2 separate regions of the Rattus norvegicus genome follow, and region 2 is linked to region 1. A link is a contact called in public Hi-C data. All regions are on one chromosome and are shown on one strand. The core of a region is the stretch at or near the end of the contact, and the rest is flanking DNA. Distances in the headings are between cores, read along the strand shown. Region 1 holds the start of LOC120098583. Region 2 has its middle 55 kb from the start of Cesl1.

Region 1 (7,793 bases), core at 3,420-5,919:
GGAAGGCTGAGGAAGCAGCTAAGTTAGGTAGATCCATGGGATGATGAACTTTAGAAACCACAACTCTGAGTGCTTTGTTATCTAAGAAGGAAAAACATTAAGACTCCCCAACGGTATTCTGCTAAGCTCTTGTGACCCAACAGTGTGTAATGAGTCAGATTCTAGTGTTGGCTTTTTTGTTATTGTTGTTGTTCTGTTTTTTGGTTTTTTGTTTTGTTTTGTTTTCTTGGGGTTTTTTGTACTTAACTGCTAGTGGCTCTTGGTCTCTCTAATCCCTCATTTCTTTCTTGCTTCTCTAGAAAAACTGGTGAGCAAGAGCAAGGCCGATTCTTATTTTGGTGCCAGCAGAATATGCAGACACCCTCTCCTTAACCACACAGCACACTCTGACCAGAGTCATTTCCAAAGACATGGTGGACCTGATTAGGAGGCTCGCCCTGCTCCTCACAAAGTTCAAGAGTGTGTGTAAGAAAACTGCATACAATATTTTTGGAACATTCATACCCATGTCACCGTGTGTGTGTGTGTGTGTGTGTGTGTGTGTGTGTGTCTGTATGTCTATATCTGTGTCAGTGTCTGTATCTATGTCTCTGTGTATGAATGTGTATGTGTGTCTGTGTGTCTGTGTGTCTATGTCTGTGTCTATATATGTGTCTATGTGTCTGTATCTGTAAGTGTATATGTGTCTGTGTGTCTATGTCTGTGTCTATGTGTCTGTGTTTGTATGTGTGTATATGTCTGTATCTATATGTGTGTCTGTATCTGTGTCTGTATATGTGTCTATGTGTCTGTCTCTGTATGTGTGTATGTGTCTGTGTGTGTTTGTATCTATGTCTCTGTGTGAATGTGTGTGTATGTGTGCATGTGTCTGTGTGTCTATGTCTGTGTCTATGTGTCTGTGTTCGTATGTGTGTGTCTGTATCTATATATATGTATGTGTCTGTGTCTGTGTCTGTATATGTGTCTGTGTGTCTGTATCTGTATCTGTATGTGTGTATGTGTCTGTGTGTTTGTATCTGTTTCTGTGTGTGAATGTGTGTGTATGTGCATGTGTCTATGTGTCTATGTCTGTGTTGCATGTATATCAGTGATTCCTTCTAAGGCAATGTAAATGCAAGTACACAGAGGTCTAGATAAGTTAAAAGTAAAAGGAAGGCACCAGATATAACTCATAGATACCCAAAAGGAAATCAGGTCTCAACATTAATATTGGATAAATTAATACAGTAGAAGAAAAAAATGGAAGCCTTAATTATGACTAAAGGGCCAACTCACCAGGAAAAAATGGCAATTTTTATAGACAGTTAATAAAAGAGTCACAGATGTTCAGGATGTCTTGAGTTTGATTCCCAGAAAGCAGGCCTTGACACAGGTTTGAGTGCAGTTTGTATGGGGGATGGTGCTAACAGAGAGCACTGTGGGTAACTGAGGAGGGAGTGCTGGTGTGACTGCTCTGTGTGCTATTTTACCTGGCACATTTTGATTTCTTATCAATTATCCATGGTTCATTCACTGTAGAGTTTTGCTTTTCTGGCTACTATGAACATTATTAATAGAGATTTTGATTATATCCATATGTTTTGTAATATAGTCAGCATGGATAGCAAAGATCAAACAAAAGGAAAGCAAAAATATAGTCATAAAAGTGTCTCACTATGCTCTATTCCTCCTCACACTTTAAACTGTTCATGTATTGTCTTCCTTAGGGTTTTATTGCTAGGAAGAGACACCATAACCGAGGCAACTCTTATAAAGGACAATATTTAATTGTGGCTAGCTTACAGGTTCAAAGGTTCAGTCCATTATATCACCATGGCAGAAAGCAGGACATCACCCAGACAGGCACAGCACTGGAGGAACTGAGAGTTCTACATCTTGTTCCAAAGACAAACTGGAGAAGACTATCTTCCAGACAGCTAGGGGAGGATCTCAAAGCCCACCCCCACAGTGACGTACTTCCTCTAACAAGGCCACACCTTCTCCAACAACGACACACCTCCTCATAGTGCCACTCCCTGGGACGAACATATTCAAATGATTACATCGACATATTAATGAAGATTTATTCTAATTAATTTGATTTTAGTTCTTATAGTAAATATATGAATGTTTTATGCACCAAATTTATATTAGACCATTTAGGTTTGTTTGTATAGCGATTTTTGAGCCATCTCTTTTATTCCTGTCCAGGTTTTTATTTTCCTCTTATTCCTTAGCATAGCTTTATTCACTTCATCTCGAAAATTGTCTTTATAAGCTTTTAGATCACAAGTTTGGTGGAGAGATAGTCTCAGGTAGCCACATCCCCATTCTCTGTCATGCTAGGGCAGTCTCTGTTCTTGCCTCAGATCTATAAGGTTTGTGTCAATGCTCTTCCTAGATATTTGCATTTTCTGAGTTGAAAAAACACACTGCTTGAAATTTAAGGGCTGGATTTAGATCTCCCTCCCTTCCTGTGTGGAAGGTACCTCCCTACTCTGGATACTTGGGTTTGGCTGTTTATCCCCTACCTGTCTTCTTCAGACTATTTTTCACACACTGAAATCAAGCCCTCTGTCTGGACTCCCCACATTTCCTGAACACTTATGAGAACACTTTGACTTTGGTATGTGAACACCTGAACTGTTGATGTGTTATGGGAAGAGACAAATGGAGGATCTTAGTCACTGTTTTATTCCGTCAACCTTCCCAGAGAAGCACCTTACTCAGACCCATCAGTATGTGCATGTCCTCTCTTATAGTCACCTCTGCTTTACTGGCGTTGCACAATATAAAATGAGTTGTCATTTTCTTCTTGTAAACAACTGAATTTCTTTTAAAGATTTGATCTTTTATGCACACACACACACACACACACACACACACACGTGTGTGTGTGTGTGTGTGTGTGTGTGTGTGTGTGTGTGTGTTTGCAAGTGCCCCTGGAAGCCAGAAGAGGATGCCAGATTCCCTGGAGCTAGAGTATCATGCAGTTGTGAGTTGCCCAGCATGGATGCTGGGAATGGAACTTTGGCCCTATACAAAAGCAGTAAGGGCACCCACTGGGTCAATCTCTCCATTCCCAAGCAATTGAATGTTTTAAAAAGGCTCATTTTACTTACCTCTCCTATTCCCATTCCAGATACCACTACTTTTCCACCAAGACTATCCTTTCCAGTCCCCACAAAAAAAGTGTTTGACTTGATTTCTTAAACAGGGTCAAGGCAAAACATAATCACACCACCCTTCGCCACAGAGAGCAGCACTGTAATAGACGCACATGCTTCTTTCCAAGGCTCCTCAGTTGCTGGGGTTGCGAAACAGAAATAACACCACAGATCAACCAAAAATCAGTGTTTGTTCTTTTTTTTTTCTTTTATTTTGCTCCATTTAGGTACATTCCAATGGCCTTAATGCCGAACATTTTGGACATTTTAAATAATTCATAGATAAGGGCTGTAGATGTGCCTCAATGGCTGCTTTTCTAGAGGACCAATGTTCAATTTCCAGGACCCATATTTGGTTCACAATCTACAACTCTATTCCCAGATGTCCTGAAGCCCTCTCTTTTCTTGCCACCATGGAGAGATAGATAGATAGATAGATAGATAGATAGATAGATAGATAGATAGATATAGAGAGATAGGGAGATAGAGAGATAGATAGATATGCAGGAAAATGCACAAAAAAAATAAAATCTCGGAGAAAGAAAGAATTCATAGATAGATAAATGTGTGGATGATTAGACAAAGGATTGTGGTTAATGTAGTTTTTTTGCCATAAGAACAAAGTAGTGTTTGAGTGAGAATTGTTCCCATAGTCTCAAGCATTCAAACACCCCGATCCCCAGTAGGTGGTGCTGTTTGGGGATATTTATGAGATGTAGCCTTTGTAGAGGAAACTCAAAAGGATTTAAAGCCGCATCTTTCAAGTTCACTCTCTACTGCAAGCTGACATTTAAGTATAATGAGCTCTGCCTTCCGTCCCAACCATCCTGCTTGCCATGTGTTAGCATGCTTCTGTTCTGCCATCCATCATGGGCTCTGGTCCCTCTGCGCTCTACCGCTGAGCTAAATCCCCAACCCCTCACTCTCTCTTCCTGATGTTGCCTTTGTTCTTCATGTTTCATCACAGCAACCAGAAGTAACCAATACAAACATTCTGTCTAAACATCCCTGCTCCGAAAGCAGTGAGATCATTAACACAGAGGCTACCTGGCAGGAATTGTTGGCATCAGAAAAAAGTGTTGGCTGAAGATTGAGTTTAGAAAACTTCTGATCTTGAGAGCCTGACTTCTAGGAAATGGCAGTCCATGGAAGCTGGGAAGTGTGCAAAGTTCCCGGCCAAGCAACACTGGGGATGTGAAATGCTCTTAACTGTCTGACTTGTGGTAAGAATCCTAAACCAAAGCTTCGTCCTGACTGCAAGCATCTGCTTGCTGACCTGTCTTGGGAAGTTCAAGGTGCACTGAGAATTTCGATTAGAAAAGTTTGCGTAAGAGGTTGGCTGGGTATCACGGAGTGGGTAGTGTCTTTAAAGATAAAGAAGAGTAAACTCTTAGTGGGTGTGACTTGGAAGTCCTAACAAACACTGGGGAGCTCTTTGAAGGAGGGAGAGTTTTATGTAATTATGCTAATTGGTCTAGAGGTGGGTCCACAACAAAGAGGCAGGTACAAGCCTTTCTATTTGAGCAGTAGACACCTCCCTGTCTCCAAGAGCTCTTATTCTTCTGCTATGTGGCTCTGTGTTCTGGTCTGGGCTTCTCTTGCTGCTTGCCCAATTTGGGGTAAGTTCTTCTGGATTACAAACATTTGGTTGCATATTTGGAAATGTACCCTCTATGAAGTAGGTGAAATATATTCAGGGAAGGTACAAACCAGGACAATAACCCTTATACTGGCTGGCTACTTTTATACCTCCAAACAGATTACTGTTTAGTTGGCCCTCTCTTTAATGTCAGAAGGAAATGAGACCTTAGAAGATTCAGGTGACTATTAATGACACAAGCCTAAAAATGACCAAACCAACCAGGAATCCAGGTTGTATCTTTCCCCTCTAATGTGTCCTTATGTTTTCTTGAGCATCAGGACACCCATCCTCACCACCAGTGGTGGACACCACGAAAGGCAAAGTCCTGGGGAAGTATGTCAGCTTAGAAGGATTTACACAGCCTGTGGCCATCTTCCTGGGAGTCCCTTTTGCCAAGCCTCCTCTTGGATCTCTGAGGTTTGCTCCACCAGAGCCTGCAGAGCCCTGGAGCTTCATGAAGAACACCACCTCCTACCCGCCAATGTGAGCCACTGGGGTGGGGACTGTTTCCGTGGGTATGTGTTGTGGTAAATAAGTAGTGTTAGTTGGGGGTTTCTACAATGCCTTAGAACACTTAGTTCCCAGATAAAAGACATACAACCTTTACATTCATAGTAAGATTTTAAAGCACTAAAACTAGGTAGATATCTAATCTCTAAGCTATTTTGTCTACCTCCGTATCAATAACCCTGAGATATAATTTGCCATGTTCCTCCTGGGCCTCTCTTACACCAATTGGCCAGCACTCATGGCCACATTTTTATGATTCACCTATCCAGTTGTGTCTTATCCTCTCTTTCCCTTCTCTCCTCCCTCCCGTGGTCCTGTCTCAGACCCCAAGCCCAGGAGCTGAAACGTTGCCTACCTCTCCTCTTCCCAGCTATAGGCTGAAGGCATCTTTATTGACCAACCAAGGATAACATGGGGGACAAAGTTCCATAGCATCACTTGGTGTACCTGAGATTTTGCTCTTCCCTGAGGCAACCAGAGCCAGTACTTAGCGTTACAGTACACAGCAGCAGATCCAAAGGTTGTGTGTGAGATAGGTGTACCTATTCCACAGTGATGCCTGAGGGAGACTAGGCAATCCTCTGACTAGCTATATTAACAGCAATCCCTGGCATCCCTAAGAACATCATGGGTCCTTAGAGATGCGCTAGTTACTAAGTATTTTCGTAGTTTTCCAAACCCTTTATTTAGCACAAACTTATTCAGCACCTGTAGTGAACCAGTGATGTTCTAGGTTTTCAGAAACCAGTAACGCAAACAAATCTATATTTGATGAATCTTTTATCCTGTTGGATGGAAAGAGAAAATAAGAAATCTGCGGATTAGCATACCACGTCTATTATTTACTAGAATATTGTAAATGCTTTAGAAAATAGAAATTGATCAGGTGAGGGAGCTGAGAAGACAGATGCTGTGTCATTGTGATTTTAACCTTAGTGTTGCTTAGGAGTCTGGTGGGTGTGAATTTATGGGTGAAGAGAATAGTAGAGATGACTGCAAGTTCTCACACCCAGATCTACCGAGCTATCTATTCACAAGCAATTTTCAAGGGCGTGTTACATCACCCTTGGCAACTGAGTGAACAAGCCAAGAATTCCAGATGGCCTCAAGACCACCTCAGAGAACCTCAAACACCTACAAATATCAGATCAGACAACATTTGTGTCCTCCCCAAGGTTCCTCTAGGAGTTTCCCAGAATTCTGTTCCTGGCTGTCTTCTTACCATTCCATGCCTTTCACCTACAAATAGTATCTGTTATGTGCTGTGTTTATATTATGCTTGCAAAGCGAGACACTACTATCTCCAAAAGTTAAACACACATACACACACATGCACACACACACACACACACAGTGAAAGAGAGTTAAAATCGTATGCAATTCAACAGCTCAGAGAGAACTGCTATTAATAATTAAGATCATGTTTTCAGGGCCTTCTTCTGTGTAAATCCTCCATTAAACAGAGATCATAAATACAAAATGTGGGTGGCAGCCTGGCACATTCATATGCATCGGCATCCTTTCACATCATATATATAATATACATATTATGCATATATATGGTATATATATATGGTATGACAATATATATTTTATATTATAATATTTAATATAATAGCAATTGTATATAATAATTAATATAATAAATAATAAATAGTAAGACTATATCTACAAATATGTGCATATACATATAATCTTAGTATTTATTAACTGTGCATAATTGGGTCCTAAGGTATTATTTATTTACCCAATCTTCTATTTGGATTGACTGAAGTAATTTGGTTTTCTTGACTATAAACAAAATTCTGATGGATTCATTACATACAACCATAAATGATTTGGGATAAATTTTCAAAGGTAACATTGCTGATTCAAAAATATGAAATTTGGGTACCTTTGTCTCTATAAACAACCGAACTCTGCCCAATTGTCCCATGGAAACATAAAAACTTCCATCCCTGGGCTTTGACCCTTGCCTTGGCTTACTTGATGAATTTTTCCTGTGTGCGCTGGATAAACAAATTGAGACCTTAACAATGATGAATAGGACCTTGGTTTCTATAGTTCAGTTTTTAAAAACATTAGTGAACCTAAATTTTTCTACCCACCTTTGACATGTGAATTTATGTTTTTATGAATTTCATGCGGTGCTCTCAGTGATGTGGGGAAAATGACCCAGGGCAGAGATTTAGGCAAAGAGTTTGATGTGGTCTGTGCCAGGCTGGCCCTACACAGCATCACTTCTACACACCAGGGATGCTGATTGCAGCCTTCTCTTTACAAAGAGACCTGGAATGTTGCTTAAAATCTGCTTGAAGTATAACCACTACCTAACAAAATCTTCCCGGCTCTGTAACCTTGGGCCAGCTGTCAAACCCCTCTGTGCCTCCAATTCCTCATCTGTAAAACAAAAATAATAAAACATGCCTGAAGTTGAACTGACCCTTACATGGCTTCATATACAAGGAGAACCATGCTCTCACTGCCATGCTACA
Region 2 (7,793 bases), core at 1,643-4,142, 50 kb after region 1:
AGTCGCCTTTGTACTTTCATTCCTCCTCCTCCTCTCCCTCCTCCTCCAACTTCCTCTCTCTCTGTCTCTCTCTCTGTCTCTCTCTCTCCTTCTCTCTCTCTCTCTTTCACACACACACACACACACACACACACACACACACACACACACACACACACACATATCTCTTTCTCTCATAGACTCTTCCTAGCTTCATGACCAATTGGCAATATACATACAAGAATATAAACATTAATATCTAAAACCATGTATGAGAGAAAATGTGGTATTTGTCTTTCTGAGTCTAGGTTCTTTTGTTTCTTTTCACTGTTGCTGAAATTCTATGATTTCATTTTTCTTTATAGTTGAATAAAATCCCATTGTGTAAATGTGTCCCATTTTCTTCTTCTTCTGAATGTCGATGTTTGGACATCTGGGCTGACTCATTTTTAGCTATTGTGAATACTACAGCAATAACTAGGAACTATAGATACCACTTTGGTAGGATTTAGAGTCTTTTGGACATAGAACCCTGGGCGGTTAAGTTGGGCCTTACAGTTCTGCTTTAGATTTTTGAGGAAGCTCTATTTTCCTTTCCATCAGTTGCTACATCCATATGCACACACTAACAGTGAATAATGGTTTGTCCTTCCAAATACCTTCGCCCATATTCATTGTCGTCTGCTTACTTTTGCTGCAAACAAAAGCGAAGGCACACTACCAAACTCATTCTACCAAGTTATGATTACCTTGATGCTCAAAATTCTTAATGAGACAATGATAAAACAATAGACTGATGTATTTATTGGCCATAAATATAAAACTCTCAACAAAACAATTACAACTGAATTCAAAAGCACATTAAGGGACTAGAGAGATGGCTCAGCTGTTAAGAGCATTTGTTGCTCTTGCAGAGGTCATGATTTCGTTCCCACCTCACAGCCTCACAACCTCACAGCCACCTATAATTCAGACTCCAGGGGATCTGATGCTCTCTTTGGATTTCCTCATGTATGTAGAGTCAATACATTCATAAAGTAAAAAGAATAAAAATATTTCAAAAGAGAACTAAAATAATTTGAGGTGGGGGGGTGACATGAACCCTGGTGGATAGGAAGGTGAAGAGGAGCTGAGAGGGGGACAACATTTTGTGTGAAAAAATTAAATAAATAGTTAAAGATAAATTTAAAGTAACAGTTTAAAAGGAATAAGTAACCAAGCTGTTTAATCTGAGGGAGGCAAGTTTAGCATATTTGAATCAATAAACATAACACAACACGTAAATAATTGAAGACAGCTGCAGAAAAACCAAGTGCAAGACTATCTTGCTAAGAAGAGAAGGGACCATTTCAGCATAACGAAGGCTGTAGGGCACACCCATAAGGCAGCATTATACTGAATGAGAAGACATTGGAAGCATCTGCCCTAAGATCTAGAAGGAAGCATGGTAAATGATTCCCTTTACTCCCAATCAATATGGATGTTTCATCTGTACAGAAAAGGGTAAGAAGAGACAAAGGTAAGATGATACAAATTTAACATGCAGCAATCAAATTACTCCTATTTACAGATGACACAATCTTAGACTCAAATGTACCTAAAAGCTCTATCATAAATCTCTTAGTTCTAATTAGTTATATTATCAGAGTTATAGGATACAAACCTAATAATATGTATGGTTTAGCAATTTTTTGGTATATCAATTCTAACTCACTGAGATAGAATCAGGAAAAATATCCCATTTATAATAGCTTTAAAACTACCCAGGGAAAAATATAAACAATGAGGCCTAAAAAGACTTTTATGGAGAAAACTTTAAGACACTAAAGAATGGTACTGAAGATGCTAGAAGATAGAAATAAATCTGTTATCATGGCAACTCTTGGAGAATTCTGTCAGTTTCACTGGAGATAAATATAGATTCCAACATGACTTGGCAATTCCAGTTCTATAGAATTGAAAACAGGGGCCATACAAAACTGGTCCACAAACTACAACCTGACTCATTATAGCCAAAAAGGGAAAGCATCAACCAATAAATGAATCAATAAAGGTTAACAGTCTATAGTACAGGATACTATTGAGCCACAGAAACATGCTACAAAGGTAGAAGAACTTCAAAATATGAAAAATTAAAGAATCCAGTCACAAGAGCCAAAGGCTGGGTGTAAGTCTACTTACGTGAAGTGTCTAGAAAAAAAAATGCATCTTTGTGTTCGTTTGCCAATTGTTTTTGGGGACAGTGTTTGGAATGGAGGGTATCAGTGCTCAGATTAACCTTGTGATTCATGTTAGTAGATTGAGGCTCAGTGTGGCTAAGGGGCTGTCCACCCTGTGTCATAATATCAGTGTGACTGATAAGAAAAATGTGTGTGATCATAGAACTTTATTTTCAAGCACCATGTCCTGGTGTCAAATGTTTGAGGATAACCAACTTTGCAAGGTGCTGAGTACATACATCACTGAAGAGTGAGACAGTGGCAGTATCTTCCCTGTGGTCTCCATAACCCTTCCCTAATAAGTATGTGTTTTATTAGGGACACATCCTTCAAGCTCACAGTAAGAATGGGCAGTAGATGTCGCATAGGTCTGTTAGAAGGGCAGATGGCTAGACAGAAACCTTGTTCCATAAAGAGTCAATGCCTAGGTGACAGAAAAGTTCTCAAGATTCCTGTTCTTTGTCTCCCAGCAAGGACTTCTGTGGGAACACCTTCAGAAGTAAGTACTTAGTGAGAGAAACGGAATCAGTTCAAGAGAATGATCATCCCTGACAAATGTTGACTAGATGTTGAGGTCCTCCCTCTTATCAGAAAAGACATTTGTTCTTTAGAGAAAAGGTAAAACCCTCTCCCACATCTCTGTCCACATGAAGCAATATCAGTCTTGTCCAAAGAAGTCAGGACTGTGCCCAACTATTTAGCAACACATACATGTACTTATTAACGATGCTGCCTTTGCCCTAGCTGGCTGGCCTTTGAAACCTGGCAAACATCCCTGGCATTTGGGCTATGAAAACTATCAGGAATTTCCTTACAAAACATAAAACATAGGAATGGATTGTGTTCAGTACATGTTAAATCTCAACCCCATTTGAGAATAAATCAAAAAGAAGAGGCCATGTCTAGAACTTTTCTGCTCCTGCTGCAACTGGTGACACTGTTTCTACTGTATGACGACTCTTCATCAGTGATCAGTGACGTTCATTCTACCAACCCATACCTGACCTTAGATCATCCCAATAATTCCAATGTTCCTGTGTCAGGTGAGCTGAGGGACACCTCACTTTCTGTTTACATGTAAGCTGTTGATAGAGGATTCCTATTTCCCCCTTGGATTTTTCTATGTGGAAATCAACATTCTAAGAAGTGACCTGAAGTCCTAAGAAGTTGGCAGGACATGACAGCATAGATGTCTCTGAAGGCTTCAAACAACCTCCCACAAGCCAGCTCAAGCCTATTCCTTTTAATGGATGCAAGGACAGGACACGTTAAAACAAGCTTTATACAAAAACAAGCAACGCAGTACTGACCTTCCCCACCTTTGCTTGTTAGTCCTATGACTACTTAGGGGTGGACTGAGGTGGAGAACGCCCCACTGCCTTGGAATCCACCATTTGTTTTTGTTAACCTTTCCTAGAAAGGGTTTAAGTTAAGGGTGGTTCCTGATGAGGAACTGGTTCACACACCATACTCTATGACTCATCATGCACAGAATCTAAAATTCTAAGAGAGCTTCCAATGCCCTCTGGACATAAGCTAAAGTTTTGAAGCCTCCCATGTGTTTATTTTAATGCTGTCATGACTTCGCTTTTATAGTGTGAGAGCTGTCGGAATCTGAATGAACTCCCTGTTTAAAGCCTTAGCTGCACCCAATAATAAAACACTCGGAGATAAAGGAAAGGATACTGTGTCATTTGGTCTGAGTATCCTAAGACTCTAACAAATCATGACTTTGTACAAAGGCAGCCACTAGTTCATGAAAAAAACATTTTTCTCAGGCTGCCAGATGAGCAACTGACTATTCAACCTAGGACTTAGGACTTAAGCCACCCTTAGTTTGCTACGAAAACTTGTAGTCAAGAATTTCTGGTTCAAAGGGTTTATATAACCCTCTGGCCACTTTTTGGCTTCAGTGTTCTAGACACCCATGCCTTCTTTCCTGTCTTTGTTCTGCAGTTAATTTTCTTTTTTATTCCCCCATGGAAATATGAATGCTGTCTCTGTCCTTCTTAAGTGATTTCCCATCTCTGCATATCACTTGCATAATTAGTTTTGTCTAAGTGCATTAAATCTTTACTCCAACAAATTTATTCAAAGGGGGAGGCTTTTATATCACATTCATAAATAGGAAAATATGTTAACATATAGTAAATTAAAGATAAATGTGTTACTATGTCTTGTAAGGTAAAATAATAGCAAAAAGAAAATAAAAAACTATAATATATAATTAACCACCCAGTTTATAAAAGTGTATAATGAAAACTAAGTCACTCAGTGTGGAAACTGACCAATGATGAATATTCAGGAATTACAGATGGAGTCTCCTATCATCTTCTATCTTCGTCCTTAGAACTTCTGAAGGGTTTCTTGCCACCTTGACCTCCTGGGGTCACTATCTGTGTTTTCTTTTCAGATAAATTTCTGTAAGTCAATTCAATGGAACTGAAAAGGAAGAGAGGTCTTGACAGGAGCCTCGCTTTAGAAGGCAGATACCATGGGAAGGGGTCCCATCCTTATAAGGTCAGGACAATGATTAAGAAGATGAAGATGAGTGGTGTCCTAATTTCATTTCTAGTGCTGTGATAAAACATCATGACCAAAAGCAACTTGAGGAGGATAGGGTTTATTTCATCTTATATTTTATCATGAAGGAAAGTCAGGGCAAGAGCTCAAGGCAGGATCCTGAAAGCAGAACTGAAGCAAAGACCATGGAATAATGCTTCTCAGTAGCTTGCTCGGTCTGCTTTCCTAGTACAACTCAGGATCACCTGCTAAGAGGTGGCACATAATGCCACCCCAGTACTGGAGGTATAGCACGGACTATGGCCATTCTGCCTCCCTCTTTTTCCAACCTGTTCTGAACCTCCTTTGGGGCTTCAACTATGGGGAATACTCTGAGGCCATAGACAGACTAGATTGTCTGGCATTAAAAAGGAAAAATGTCACTTGAGATTTCTATAAAGAAGATAAAGTTTCGCTTACCCATAGCCCCCCTCCTAAGAGACAGGCTGTCATGTTCATTGTCCTGGTCTAAGCAAGAAGTTTTCAACCTAAGGAGTGCAACCTCTTTTGGGGGGTAAGGGGTAGGAGGGTGGGGGTTGGAGCTGGGGCTCAAGTCATCCCTTCACTGAGGCACCTAATCCTCCTGGAAAGCACAGATATTTACATTATAATTCAAAACAGTAGTGAAACTGCAGTCAGGGATAGCAATGAAATAATTTTATGGTTGGGGCTCACCACAACATGAGAAACTATACTAAAGGTCAGTAGCATTAGAAGACTGAGGAAAAAATGAGAAGAGCAGCTCTCTGCTCCCAGACCCCGTGGGAAAGAGACCTCACCGCCTGGTCAGGTGGGCACTCCTGATGCTGCAGAGCAGAAGAGACCACCAACACTGCCCACCCCTGCCCACATCCCTGGCCCAAGAAGAAACTGTATAAGGCCTCTGGGCTCCCAGGGGGAGGGCCCAGGAGCGGCAGGACCCCTGCGCCTGAGACACCGCCGGAACCTGAAGGAAACAGACGAGATGAACAGTTCTCTGCACCCAAATCCCGTGGGAGGGAGAGCTAAACCTTCAGAGAGGCAGACAAGCCTGGGAAACCAGAAGAGACTGCTCTCTGTACATACATCTCGGACACCAGAGGAAAACACCAAAGGCCATCTGGAACCCTGGTGCACTGAAGCTCCCGGAAGGGGCGGCACAGGTCTTCCTGGTTGCTGCCGCTGCAGAGAGCCCGTGGGCAGCACCCCACGAGCGAACTTGAGCCTCGGGACCACAGGTAAGACCAACTTTTCTGCTGCAAGAAAGCTGCCTGGTGAACTCAAGACACAGGCCCACAGGAACAGCTGAAGACCTGTAGAGAGGAAAAACTACACGCCCGAAAGCAGAACACTCTGTCCCAATAACTGACTGAAAGAGAGGAAAACAGGTCTACAGCACTCCTGACACACAGGCTTATAGGACAGTCTAGCCACTGTCAGAAATAGCAGAACAAAGAAACACTAGAGATAATCTGATGGTGAGAGGCAAGCGCAGGAACCCAAGTAACAGAAACCAAGACTACATGGCATCATCGTAGCCCAATTCTCCCACCAAAACAAACATGGAATATCCAAACACACCAGAAAAGCAAGATCTAGTTTCAAAATCATATTTGATCATGATGCTGGAGGACTTCAAGAAAGACGTGAAGAACTCCCTTAGGGAAACACAGGAAAACATTAATAAACAAGTAGAAGCCTACAGAGAGGAATCGCAAAAATCCCTGAAAGAATCGCAAAAATCCCTGAAAGAATTCCAGGAAAACACAATCAAATAGTTGAAGGAATTAAAAATGGAAATAGAAGCAATCAAGAAAGAACACATGGAAACAACCCTGGATATAGAAAACCAAAAGAAGAGACAAGGAGCTGTAGATACAAGCATCACCAACAGAATACAAGAGATGGAAGAGAGAATCTCAGGAGCAGAAGATTCCATAGAAATCATTGACTCAACTGTCAAAGATAATGTAAAGCGGAAAAAGCTACTGGTCCAAAACATACAGGAAATCCAGGACTCAACGAGAAGATCAAACCTAAGGATAATAGGTATAGAAGAGAGTGAAGATTCCCAGCTCAAAGGACCAGTAAATATCTTCAACAAAATCATAGAAGAAAACTTCCCTAACCTAAAAAAAGAGATACCCATAGGCATACAAGAAGCCTACAGAACTCCAAATAGATTGGACCAGAAAAGAAACACCTCCCGTAACATAATAGTCAAAACACCAAACGCACAAAATAAAGAAAGAATATTAAAAGCAGTAAGGGAAAAAGGTCAAGTAACATATAAAGGCAGACCTATCAGAATCACACCAGACTTCTCGCCAGAAACTATGAAGGCCAGAAGATACTGGACTGATGTCATACAGACCGTAAGAGAACACAAATGCCAGCCCAGGTTACTGTATCCTGCAAAACTCTCAATTAACATAGATGGAGAAACCAAGATATTCCATGACAAAACCAAATTTACACAATATCTTTCTACAAATCCAGCACTACAAAGGATAATAAATGGTAAAGCCCAACATATGGAGGCAAGCTATACCCTAGAAGAAGCAAGAAACTAATCGTCTTGGCAACAAAACAAAGAGAATGAAAGCACACAAACATAACCTCACATCCAAATATGAATATAACGGGAAGCAATAATCACTATTCCTTAATATCTCTCAACATCAATGGCCTCAACTCCCCAATAAAAAGACATAGATTAACAAACTGGATATGCAACGAGGACCCTGCATTCTGCTGGGAACACACCTCAGAGACAAAGACAGACATTACCTCAGAGTGAAAGGCTGGAAAACAATTTTCCAAGCAAATGGTCAGAAGAAGCAAGCCGGAGTAGCCATTCTAATATCAAATAAAATCAATTTCCAACTAAAAGTCATCAAAAAAGATAAGGAAGGACACTTCATATTCATCAAAGGAAAAATCCACCAAGATGAACTCTCAATGCTAAATATCTATGCCCCAAATACAAGGGCACCTACATATGTAAAAGAAACCTTACTAAAGCTCAAAACACACATTGCACCTCACACAATA

The links. A called contact is a pair of places that touch in the nucleus more often than the background predicts.
Region 2: a contact with region 1 is called in a Hi-C map of liver, with 5 times the contacts expected there. The contact joins the enhancer-like site here to the promoter of LOC120098583 in region 1. A contact is called at or near these places in 2 of 12 Hi-C or Micro-C datasets (kidney and liver).

Annotation. Positions count from the first base shown.
Region 1 is chr19:38,486,054-38,493,846 of GRCr8, forward strand. It overlaps LOC120098583, which reads left to right and starts at 4,670. Exons shown (of 4, transcript XM_063278861.1): 1 at 4,670-4,765; 2 at 5,061-5,271. The coding sequence starts at 4,714.
Region 2 is chr19:38,537,814-38,545,606 of GRCr8, forward strand. No RefSeq gene overlaps it. Among named protein-coding and RNA genes, the nearest start is that of Cesl1, 55 kb to the right of the region's middle. Within about 2 kb of position 2,893, at least 3 of the 93 cell types and tissues checked have an H3K27ac peak or open chromatin away from gene starts, as enhancers often do. A contact at or near this core is called in liver, where this site is marked.